2 separate regions of the Mus musculus genome follow, and region 1 is linked to region 2. The links are chromatin contacts, called in public promoter capture Hi-C maps. All regions are on one chromosome and are shown on one strand. Each heading gives the region's core, a stretch centred on a gene start, on an enhancer-like site or on the middle of the called end of the contact. The rest is flanking DNA. Distances are from core to core; before and after follow the strand shown.

Evidence for each region. Promoter capture Hi-C pulls out the DNA fragments that hold promoters and counts their contacts.
Region 1: a promoter capture Hi-C map of second pharyngeal arch cranial neural crest shows a contact between it and region 2. The contact joins the promoter of Sh3bgrl3 here to the promoter of Dhdds in region 2. A contact is called at or near these places in 22 of 39 promoter capture datasets (the 3T3-L1 cell line, 3T3-L1-derived adipocytes, the C10 cell line and 13 more), 4 of 484 Hi-C or Micro-C datasets (B cells, CD4 T cells, bone marrow-derived macrophages and 1 more), 23 of 115 datasets of contacts at active chromatin or transcription factors (the 230-238 cell line, the HPC-7 cell line, the SCID.adh cell line and 12 more) and 6 of 9 other capture datasets (adipose tissue, bone marrow-derived macrophages, embryonic stem cells and 3 more).

Annotation. Positions count from the first base shown.
Region 1 is chr4:134,127,172-134,132,621 of GRCm38.p6, reverse strand. Sh3bgrl3 (SH3 domain binding glutamic acid-rich protein-like 3) reads left to right here and starts at 3,889. Exons shown (of 3, transcript NM_080559.2): 1 at 3,889-4,006; 2 at 4,537-4,704; 3 at 4,816-5,216. The coding sequence starts at 3,959. The coding sequence ends at 4,881. It overlaps Cep85 (centrosomal protein 85), which reads left to right. Exons shown (of 14, transcript NM_144527.3): 13 at 165-390; 14 at 1,183-2,764. The coding sequence ends at 1,343.
Region 2 is chr4:133,997,531-134,002,698 of GRCm38.p6, reverse strand. Dhdds (dehydrodolichyl diphosphate synthase) reads left to right here and starts at 1,817. Exons shown (of 9, transcript NM_001362959.1): 1 at 1,817-1,974; 2 at 2,306-2,430. The coding sequence starts at 2,368.

The DNA.
Region 1 (5,450 bases), core at 2,640-5,139, 130 kb before region 2:
AAGGGGTTGGAGAACATGGCACCAAGCCTTTGTGGGTACAACGGAGAGAGACATTGTCTGGGGCTCCATTTCTCTTCCACGCGTATTCACAGCCATGTATACTCACATACACACTTCCTAGGGCTCTCTTGGAGTCTTAATCAGTTTATCATTTGTTTGCTTAGCTTTCAGTGCAAAACCAGGACCTGATTGAGAAGAATCTGACGCTGCAAGAGCACTTGCGCCAGGCCCAGCCAGGGTCCTCATCTTCACCAGACTCAGCCCAGCTGGCCTGTGAGCTGCACCAGGAACTGGCCAGTTGCCTTCAAGATCTGCAAGCTGTCTGCAGCATTGTGACCCAGAGGGCCCAGGGCCACAATCCTAACCTCTCACTACTCCTAGGCATTCACTGTGAGTCATCAGAAGGTCTCCATCTTCTCGTGTGGCTGTTCTTTTTTTTTTTTTTTTAAGATTCATTTATTTATTATATGTAAGTACACTGTAGCTGTCTTCAGACACTCCAGAAGAGGGCATCAGATTTCGTTACGGATGGTTGTGAGCCACCATGTGGTTGCTGGGATTTGAACTCCGGACCTTTGGAAGAGCAGTCGGTGCTCTTAACCACTGAGCCATCTCACCAGCCCCCCAGTGTGGCTGTTCTTACAGTAACTGAACCAGGTGCATAGGCCTGGTCACTGCTTTGGGGGAGTTGTCAAAGTAAGTGCTTCACAGACAGGCCTCCCTAGAGGGGGCTTACAGATGGCAAACAGGAAGCCAGCCTTAGGCAACAAATTATCCCGGTTGGTTCTGTAAAGGTATCACATCCTTAAAAAAAAAAAAGCAAGATGCCTTTCAGCTGTTTATCTCCAGGTCTCTTATCTTTGCCATCGACACACCCAGTGGCCACTAGCAGTCTTACTGTCTCCCTTGCCCCCTTTATTCCTCTGACAGCCTGTTATCAGGCTGGCTGGTGGCCACTTTGTCAGGGTGGCAGGGAGAGGTTGAAACCAGGGTCTCCTGAGTGTGGGGTTGTAGCTTGTAGTAGAGACTTTACTATGTGCAAAGCCCTGGCTCAGACCTCAGAGTGATGGGAAGGCTGTGCCCTAAGGTGATGCGCTTGCTGAACTGCTGTATTCTGCCCGTTCTTCGTGAATGTTTCAATCACCTCGTTTTCTGACACTCTTGAAACTCTCTCCTCCTCAGCCACCCAGCACCCAGGGACGCAGCTAGATCTACAAAAGCCAGATGTGATCAGGAGGAAACTAGAAGAGGTTCAACAGCTGCGCCATGACATTGAGGACTTAAGGACCAGCCTGTCAGACAGATATGCCCAGGACATGGGAGAAAACTGTGCCACACAGTGAGGAGTGCCAGGGAGGACTTAGGCTGCTGCTGCCTCGCCAGAAGGTTCCTTCCCTGAGAGTTCTGCCTTCAGCTGCTGCACCCAGAGGGGAGAGCCTGTATCTTGTCCCAGGGTTGTGAGAAGCCTGCCTGTTTTGCTGTTCTCTGGCTTTGCCTTATTGGGTTATGTTTTGCTTGTTATCTTAATTCACTCTTAAAGACTGAGTTACTAATTAACCTTTTTGCAGATTTCAACTGATAAAGTCCTCACAAGTTGTTCCCAGCTCTAACCTGGCATGAGAAGCAAACAGGCTGCTGGCCTCCCCTCCATCCTCCAGGACGGATCCATGTTCATTCCTATCCATACCTTGGTCCTACTGATGCTCTTTTAAGAGAGGCCTAAAGGGTAAAGTAGGAGTAGCAACCTTTTAAGAATTCTCAGGCCCCTTGTATCAGTCTTCTGAGAACTCAGCTGGCTTTCTGGGTTTTCTCAGGTACCTGTTTCCTCAGGGCTGTTGTTCCCACAGAGGCCTCAGGGTTATCCACCTCTCAGCAGAGCCCCTACTATGATCACTGACTTGGGGACCATGGCAGGGCTCCTCGGCCTGCCTGCTGGGCCATCTTTTACAGGAAACTCTTCCTAGCTACCCATTGTCTGTCCCTAGAACCTTGGGCATGTGGGCATGTGCTTGGGTCCGCTATGTCGTCTAGGAGTACAGACTCCTCTGTGGTTGCCTCGTGGTTCCCGGGTTGGACATGAGTTTCCCCCGTAAGAGCACAGGGTGGCTGTGGCTGCTCAGTCCTTCCTAAGGCTGGGCGCTGTCGCTGTCCTCTGAACTGTGCCTCTCATTTGGGGTTAGGAGGGTTCCCTTTTCCTGCTCTAACCTTGACAGTTCGGAGCACCTAAGATAAAAAAAAAGTGTTGAGTGTTTTCTGGTGTTTTGTGTTTCTCTAAGGCCTTTGAGCCTTAGCTTTCTGGTTTTTCTTGCCTCCCAATTTAGGGATCGTCTCAGTTGTATCTGGTTATTTGGCCAGCCCTCAACCTCCTCTAGTTTGGATCCAAGGGCCCTGTATGTATGAGGAGTAAAGTAGTTGTGGGGGTGCAGACAGGACTTCTGCTAAGCCTTGGGGCTGTTAACAGCACCATGGACCTCCAGGGCCTGAGGGGCCGCTTTGCCAGTGTTTTAACAAGTTTATGTTTTCTTATGGAGTGGCTTACCTTTCAGAGTAATCACACCCAGCTGACCATCCCCTCAGCCTCCGGGCTGCTGCCTCCTTAAAACAGAGCTTCCTGGTTGGTTTCCACCCTGTTATCGGGAGCCCAGCCTCCATGCTCACGGGTATTTTTCTTCGTAAAGTTTATAAAGTTATTTATATGACTCTTTGTTAAGTCGACTGGTTTGTATTGCCTATTTTGATTACAGAATAAAACATTTAACAAACACTCCGGTTTCCTAGTGCCTCCCAGCGTCCCCTGCCAGCCTGCCTGTGACTCTTTTGAAGTGAGTTTAGGCAGATCCAGTGTGGAGGCTCAGTCTTCCCACTTCTGCTCTGGGTGGCGACAGATTAGTCTCTGCCCACACTCCTGTGTTGCAGAGAGCAACCGCCGCCAGTTGTCACTACAAAGTTGCACACCTCTCAGAGGTCAGCAGCTTCTGGGTTTCTGTGGCTTTGAGGAAATGACTTCCCCAGAAGCAGACAGGCAGTTTGCCTCAGCAGGCAGCAGAATTGTGTTGTTCCTGCGCCATTATTTATGTAGCCCCAGGTCTACTCTTGGGGCCTATAGTGAACCTGACAGAGCTTGATCCACAGTTGGAATGGGTGCTGGACTCTCTTCCATCTCATTAGCTGAATTCTTAAAGTTCAAAGATGTGGGGTGTCATTTGCAATGTAAAGGTAGAGTTAAGTTGGGATCACCCCAAAAATAGCTGTGCCAAGGGCCAGTGCAAGCCAGGTTAAGTCGGGGCACCAGCCTTTGACTCCGCACACTAGCACGCTCGCTGTCCCGCAGCCTACTTCCTCCCCCTGGCTCCTGAAGGGTGTGAGCCGCTCCCCCACCCCCTCGCTTACAGCCACCACCCCTTTCTTGTCTGAGCCTGTTTGAGTGGAGAGGTGCTTTAGAGAAAATGTCCTGGCTGCACTGGCCCTCCCCGCCCTCCAGCGCCCCACCACAGCTTTCCCCCCGGCCCTTGCTGTCTAAGCTTGCGAACTGACCCGCCTTCCAAAGTTCCATACTGAGCTGTGCTATTAAGAGACCGGGAGACCTGGGTGGCACTGCTTTGGCCACTGAATGTACACAACCCGGGTAGACTGGGGAAAGCTTTTAACTGAACCGGTCCGCCTGCCTTCCCAGCTTTTTCTGCCTTTTAGCCGGTCCCCAGCATGGGGCTGAGGGGGAAGTGGGGGAGCCAAGTAGCTGCAGAGGACAGGGGTCCTCCCGGCTCCAGGCCACGGAGCAGGGCGGGGTCATGCAGGCCCCGCCTTACCCGCCTGCGCAGCTCATTGGTCCCGAGAGCAGTGACTCGCGGGCGGAGCAGGAAGGAAACCGCTCCCAAGCGCGGCGGCGGCAGCGTAGTTCCTAGCCGTGCAGCTGCCGCTCCCACCGTCCCTCAGTTGGTCTGTGTCCCCCGCCTGCAGCATGAGTGGCCTGCGCGTCTACAGCACGTCGGTCACCGGCTCCCGAGAAGTAAGTGTGTGCCTGGGCCGGCGCCCGGAGAGGGTGGGCCGTCTCTGTGCTCCGACCAGCGCCCGGGAGCCGCCCCCACGATGGAAGCAGTGAGGTGCGGGGTATGGCCTCCCAGGTCTGGTCCAAGGGCTGGGCCCAGCCTGAACCCCCGCACCAAGGGCCCCTCGGCATCCCCAGCGTGAGCTGCCCACGCTCATTCCCCCAGTATAGGGCCATCCATTCTCTTGCACCAACCCCCGACCGCTTTAATCCCGCTTCCTCTCCACTGTGCGGCTGTGGAGGAGGAGATGTGTCTTGTAGAGAGGGCCTGCCCCTCGCCGAGTCTAGCTTCCCTGTCATGCACAGAACTTGCCCGTCTTCTTTCTGAAACTCTAGTAGTTTACCTGTCTATCCTTGGACCCTTCCCATCCCTTAGTGGCCAGAACCTCCCCTCAGAGTGGGCAGGATAGAAGCTGTTGCTCACACCCGAAGGAATTCCTCCCACAAATCCTTCAGCTTGCCTGCCAACCCTGTCAATCCTCCGCCCCTAGATCAAGTCCCAGCAGAGTGAGGTGACCCGCATCCTAGATGGGAAGAGGATCCAATACCAGCTAGTGGACATCTCCCAGGACAACGCCCTTCGAGATGAGATGCGAACCTTGGCTGGCAACCCCAAAGCTACCCCACCTCAGATTGTCAACGGGAACCACTACTGTGGGGTATGGGGTTTGGGTTCTGGGAGGTGTTGGAGGACTGCAGCCAGGGTCAGACCTGGGCAAACAACTGGGGTGCCCTGCACCTCGACTCAGGTGACTGCCTCCCTTCCTCAGGACTATGAACTCTTCGTGGAGGCCGTGGAGCAGGACACACTGCAGGAGTTCCTGAAGCTGGCCTGAGTCAGGATGGCCACCGATCCTATCCAGCTAGCTCTTCACCAGGCCTTGTAACCAACTCCTTGTCGTCCTAATCTGCAAACCCAGACCCAGACCCTTTCCGCAGCCGCCTCCTCTTCCTCCAGAGGCAACATTCCTTATTCACCAACTAGTCTCAAAAGATTGTCTTAAGCCCTGACGATGGCTGTCCCCAGCCACACCTTGGGGCATCCTCTCTGCCTGGCCCTGTCTGATGAGCATTTCTGTTGCTTCCATCAGCCAGAGCTCTGCCAAAGGCCCCGCATCCCCATCCTAGGAGTGCCCTAGAGACAATTAAATGTCCATTCCTCTGGTGCTGACTGCTTGTGGTGTCCGGGTCCCTGCCTGGCAGAGGCAGATAGTTCTGGTGGTGTTTGGACTGTCCCAGGGCTGCCGCTGCGTGTGCGTGTGCATGTGTGTATGTGTGTGGAACACATGGCTGGCTGGCAGCACATGACCATGATGGCTGAGTCACCCTGTTTCCCATGTAGGTTCTGCTGTCTGCCTGCCTGCCTGCCTGAGGGTGGCTGCCCCCGGGCTGCCTCCCGTGTTGG
Region 2 (5,168 bases), core at 568-3,067:
AACTACTAGGCTTCTGTGAGCTAAGAGGTCTTCCTGAGAAAATGGTGTTATTGGCAGAAGCTTCAGGGCTCACAAAGGGAGGACAAGTGAGAGCTGATGAATGGGCCATTCATCTCTACAGCTTTGTTGAGTCATGCACGTTTTGTGCCTTCCTCAGGTAAAGCTCGACAGGTGACATCTTACCCTGTGTCATTGAGCCTACGGGGCAAAAGTTTTAAAAAAAAAAAAAGGTTCGTTGGAATTGTGAAACCCTATTACAGATGCAAGTATGATTTGAAAGAAATACTAGTTGCATCAGATACTGAAAGTTCAGTTTTTTGGCTTGTGTGTGTGTGTGTGTGTGTGTGTGTGTGTGTGTGTGTGTGTGTGTGTGTGTGTGTGAAAGCAGAACAACTTCTTCCCTGTATCATTAAATACATCAAGAGGCAAGACAATGGATGATGATGATAATACTTTTGAGGAGGCAAGTTTCCCGAAGCCCAGTCCAGGCCCAAGTTTGTTCTGTTAGGTATCTAAAAGTCCTTCAGACTAGCTATACAGCTAATGCTTTTGAGTTCTTGCTTGACCCCCAAAGCTCTCCACAAGTGGCTTATGGTGTTTTGTTGTATGTTTAAGATTGTTTCTATTTTTGTTTAGTTTTGAGGTTGAGTTTTCCTGTGTAGGCCACGCTAGCCTCAAACGCCCTAGGTGACCTAAACTGCTGATTGCCCTGCATTCGCTGCCACCATGCTTTTTTATACTGGGCTGGAAACTGAACCCAGGGCTTCTAGCCTGCTAGGCAAGAACTCTACCACTAGGGCTCTATTCCCAAATGCTACGGATTGTGGTTTTGGAAGTCCTAAGAGTAAAGCTCTTTCTGACTTGTCCTCCTAAGTTCATTAACGTGGGTCTTCGGAATCTGCAAATTATAAAGTTGCTTTGCATCGCTCCCCAAAAGTGACCAGCGCAAGAAACCCTTCTGATGCGTTAGCAGCATTAAAAGGCGACAAGTAAAAAAACACGTCAGAATTTTTTGAGGAGACAGTATCCCCTAGATCAGGGTGACTAAATTTACTACGTAGCAGAAAAGACATTAACTAATTCAAATGGCCTCAGCCTTGAGTGCTGAGTTCAGTGACGACGTGCCATCAGTTTCGGCTAAAAGAACACTTTTAAGACAATTTTGTTTTTTTAAAGATTAATTTTATGTATGTGAGTACACTGTCGCTGTCTTAAGACACATCGGAAGAGGGCATCAGATCCCATTACAGATGGTTGTGAGCCACCATGTAGTTGCTGGGAATTGAACTCAGGACCTCTGGAAGAGCAGTCGGTACTCTTAAACTCTGAGCCACCTCTCCAGCCCAAGACAAATTTTTAAATAAACGCAGTTCACTTCCATGGTTTACGTCCATATCCCCAGCAGTTGGGGAGACTGAGGTAGGAGGACTGTCAAAATACGACATTACCGTGTCTCCCATAATATAAGCACTGCGATCATCCATAGAGAAACTCAATTTTGAGGTGGAGCAACCGCATCCTCTCTCCCTAACAAACTGCCACAACACCTGAGACCACGCAAATGCGTGGGCCGAACACATCTCGATCCCTCAGGCTCAACTCGCCTAACGTGCAGGGCTTGCAATAGGAGACCCAAGAGGTAGGAGTATCGGCTCACGTGACCTCGGCCTCCCAGGCGCTGTTTCCACGCCCCGCGAGAGCGGCCACCAATAGCCAACTCGCAAGAACTCGCACCGCTCCGCCCCCGAGTACGCAGGGGCGGCCCCGCCCACCACGGACGGAGGAGGCGGAGCCAATCACGTAGAGGTGACGTGTTCTTTCAGCGCCAAGTCGTAAGTCGCCCGGGAGTGGTGGAAAAGCGCCTTCTCCTGCGTCCTAGGTGGGGAGTAAACACAGAGACCCAGAGGAGGGGAAGCTGGATGTGGAGTTAGCTGCGGGAAACACTAAAGTCCAGCCGGGAGAGTGACCATTGAGGTAACAGATGCGGCATCCAAGGAGGGTAGTGATTGGTTAGCTTAGAGTGAGCAATGGTTTGCGGGGCAATAGAGAAGGAAGTTGTGGGGATTGACCAAGCAAGATGTAGGTACCATGATGTGGCAGGATATTTGGAAGAAATCAGTGCACGTAAGGATAAGAAAGTGGGAACTACCTTGCTCCAAAGGTCTCCCGTTGGCTTGTAGAGGCCTGAGCGGATTAGAACAGTCTCTGGATTCAGACGCGTGTTGCCTGCCACAGTCCAGCAGAGTCTCTTTAGTCAGTTTTATTGCAAGCAAGGATGACTTCTCTCTCTTTTCATTTATTCAAGGTTATCTGGCTGTTTTTTGTTGTTGTTGTTGTTCTTGTGTGATTTCTGACATAGCAAGAACTATGTCATGGATCAAAGAAGGAGAGCTGTCACTGTGGGAACGGTTCTGTGCTAACATCATAAAGGTGAGCAGTACCCCGGGGGAAAAGTTGACCTTTTGGATAGTTGAGTAGTTCATTATTAAATTGTAGCAATCCCAATGAAGTAGAATTTAGTAAAGAGAGAATCTTGAAATTATAATGTAGTTTGAAGGGCTGCATTTCTAGTATTTATTGTACTGTGTGACTTTTTTTTTTTTTTAAGGCCAATCAGGGTCTCTTAATATCATTAGATCACATAGACTGTTAGATTTTCCTTCTGGAAAACTGAATTGTGCCGTTGAGAGTGTCAAAAGAGCTCACTGGTCAGGTGCTTTCTTGGTATTCACAAGACTCTGAGTTTGAAAAAGGAAGAGAGACTGTGACTCTGAATGGGAGGGAACAGAAATTTGTCTCACTAGAGTTGTAGTTCTCAACCTGTGGGTCCCAACCCCTTCAGAGGTTGAACAACCCTTTCACAGGGTCGGATATCAGGTATCTGACATTACGATTTCCGATAGTACCAGAATGGCAGTTATAAAGTAGCAGTGCAAATACTCTCATGGTTGAAGTCAGCACCTGAGGCGCTATATCCCAGGCTCACAGCATAAGGACAGCTGAGAACCACTGCCCCAGCGTTTCCATCGGTTTCTCCTTGCAGTGTCTTCTGAGTTAATGGTTCTTTGATGGTTAAAACTTTAACCATCTGCTCTAGAGACAGACATCCGTGAGGAAAACTGTTATTTACCAACCATGTGGCTTAACAAACTTGTCTTTTTTGAGGATTAAAAAAAAGAAATACACAAAGAACGTGGCACAATATCTAGTGCCAGTCCGTTATTTATCTTAGTATGGTGATATATAGTGTACATTTAGAGTACAGAGAACAGCTTTCAGGATCGGGCTTTGGGACAAGTACCTTTACCAGCTCAACCATCAAAGGCCCCCATCAGGAGTCACAGCCATGTCATATTCTGTGCCTGAGAGAGGTTTGGATGCAAGCCAGTCAGCCTGGCTTTAGTTTTTAGATACAGACTGTCGAGCAGTGTTTTAACAGTGAATTTGCGTCAGTAAGCCTTGTATTTCCACATACCTACAAATGTCAAATAATCACAGGGAGTCCAAAAAATGAAAACTCTCTCCTTAGGAAACTTTGCCTCGTGTTGGCAAAAATAAGTGTAGGAGACAAAGGCAGAGGAGAGAGGAGGGATGAGCGTGAGAGATGGCTCATGGCTCAACGGATAAAGGTTCTTGCCACCAAGTGTGGCAACCTGGATTCGGCTCTCACAGCTTACATGGCAGAAGGAGAGAGCTGTAGAAGTCAGGCCCTGGTTCGTCCTCCCACCCTCGTGCTCCCAGAAACAAGACTCCGCTTCAAAATATATTTACAAATACCTTGGTCATATAGCCAGGCTCTTCTCTGACTAGATATAATTTAAACTATGCCATTTATTTGAGCCTACTTTGTGCCACCTGGCTGGTCACCTATACTCAGGTGCACGCATCCTGTTCATGATGTCTTCCCAGCAAAGCTCTCCCCTCCTTCTTTCCCAGAGTTCTTTCTTCTACTGACATCTCACTTTCTATTCCCTGCCTAAACAGAGGTCTGGTCTCTTAAAAAAAAAAAAAAGAAAAAAGAAAAAGAAAGAAAGAAAGAAAGAAAGAAAGGAAAAGAAAAGAAGAAAGGAGAGATAGAGATCCCTCAGTCGAAGCTTCTTTTTTTTGTTGTTTTTCCCTTTCTAAGACCATATTTATTTGTAAATCATCCCCTAAGCCATACCATCCCAACTGAAGGGATTGGGACCACAGTCTTCTTATAGAGAACGGACTCTTAAAAACTGTCTTCTGACCTCCACAGTTGCAGACATACACACACATACACACTCACACTAAATAAATAAATGTACTTAAAAAAAAATTAATGACCAAACTGATGAGTCAATCAAAGAGTTAAATCAATTGAACAGATTTAAAACGAAGAGACACAGATGGGTCAATAAGTAACTGAAAAAAAAGTATTAGTATGTGTAGGTACAAGCTAAATAAAAGTCAAAACTCACTTAGATCAGGTTAGACAGAGCTAGAGAGGAGGTTCCGTTGCTAAGAGGACCTGATGTTCATGCAGAGGGCTCAGGTTCAATTTCCAGCACCCACTGGGCCACTCACTGTGTGACTCCAGGACCGGCTCATGTGTGGGACACAGACGTATATGAGCCACAGATTCATCCATAGACAGTTATAGAAAAAACGGTCTTACCTGAGTCAGAATACGTCTTCATAAAAATCCAAAAAACAACAGGCTTTGGTAAGGACAAGAGAACCCTCCTACATGGCTGAGGGGAATGTAGTCTAGTCAGTGTGAAATTCCTCAGAAAATAAAAGGTCGATTTGGCGTGATCCAGCTAGGTCATGCCTGTGTACCCTAAAGCATCACAGTCTGTCCCCCCCAGATGCCTGCCAGCCCAGTGTACTGCTCGCTCGTCGTCACAGTGGCCAGCTTGCCTAGTCAGTCTCTGCTTTGCAGTGAGGAAATGGAGTTTAAGAACTGTGGTATATCGGGCTGGTGAGATGGCTCAGTGGGTTAGAGCACCCGACTGCTCTTCCGAAGGTCCAGAGTTCAAATCCCAGCAACCACATGGTGGCTCACAACCATCCGTAACAAGATCTGACTCCCTCTTCTGGAGTGTCTGAAGACAGCTACAGTGTACTTACATATAATAAATAAATAAATCTTTAAAAAAAAAAAAAAAAAAAAGAACTGTGGTATATCAACACAGTGGTGGTTT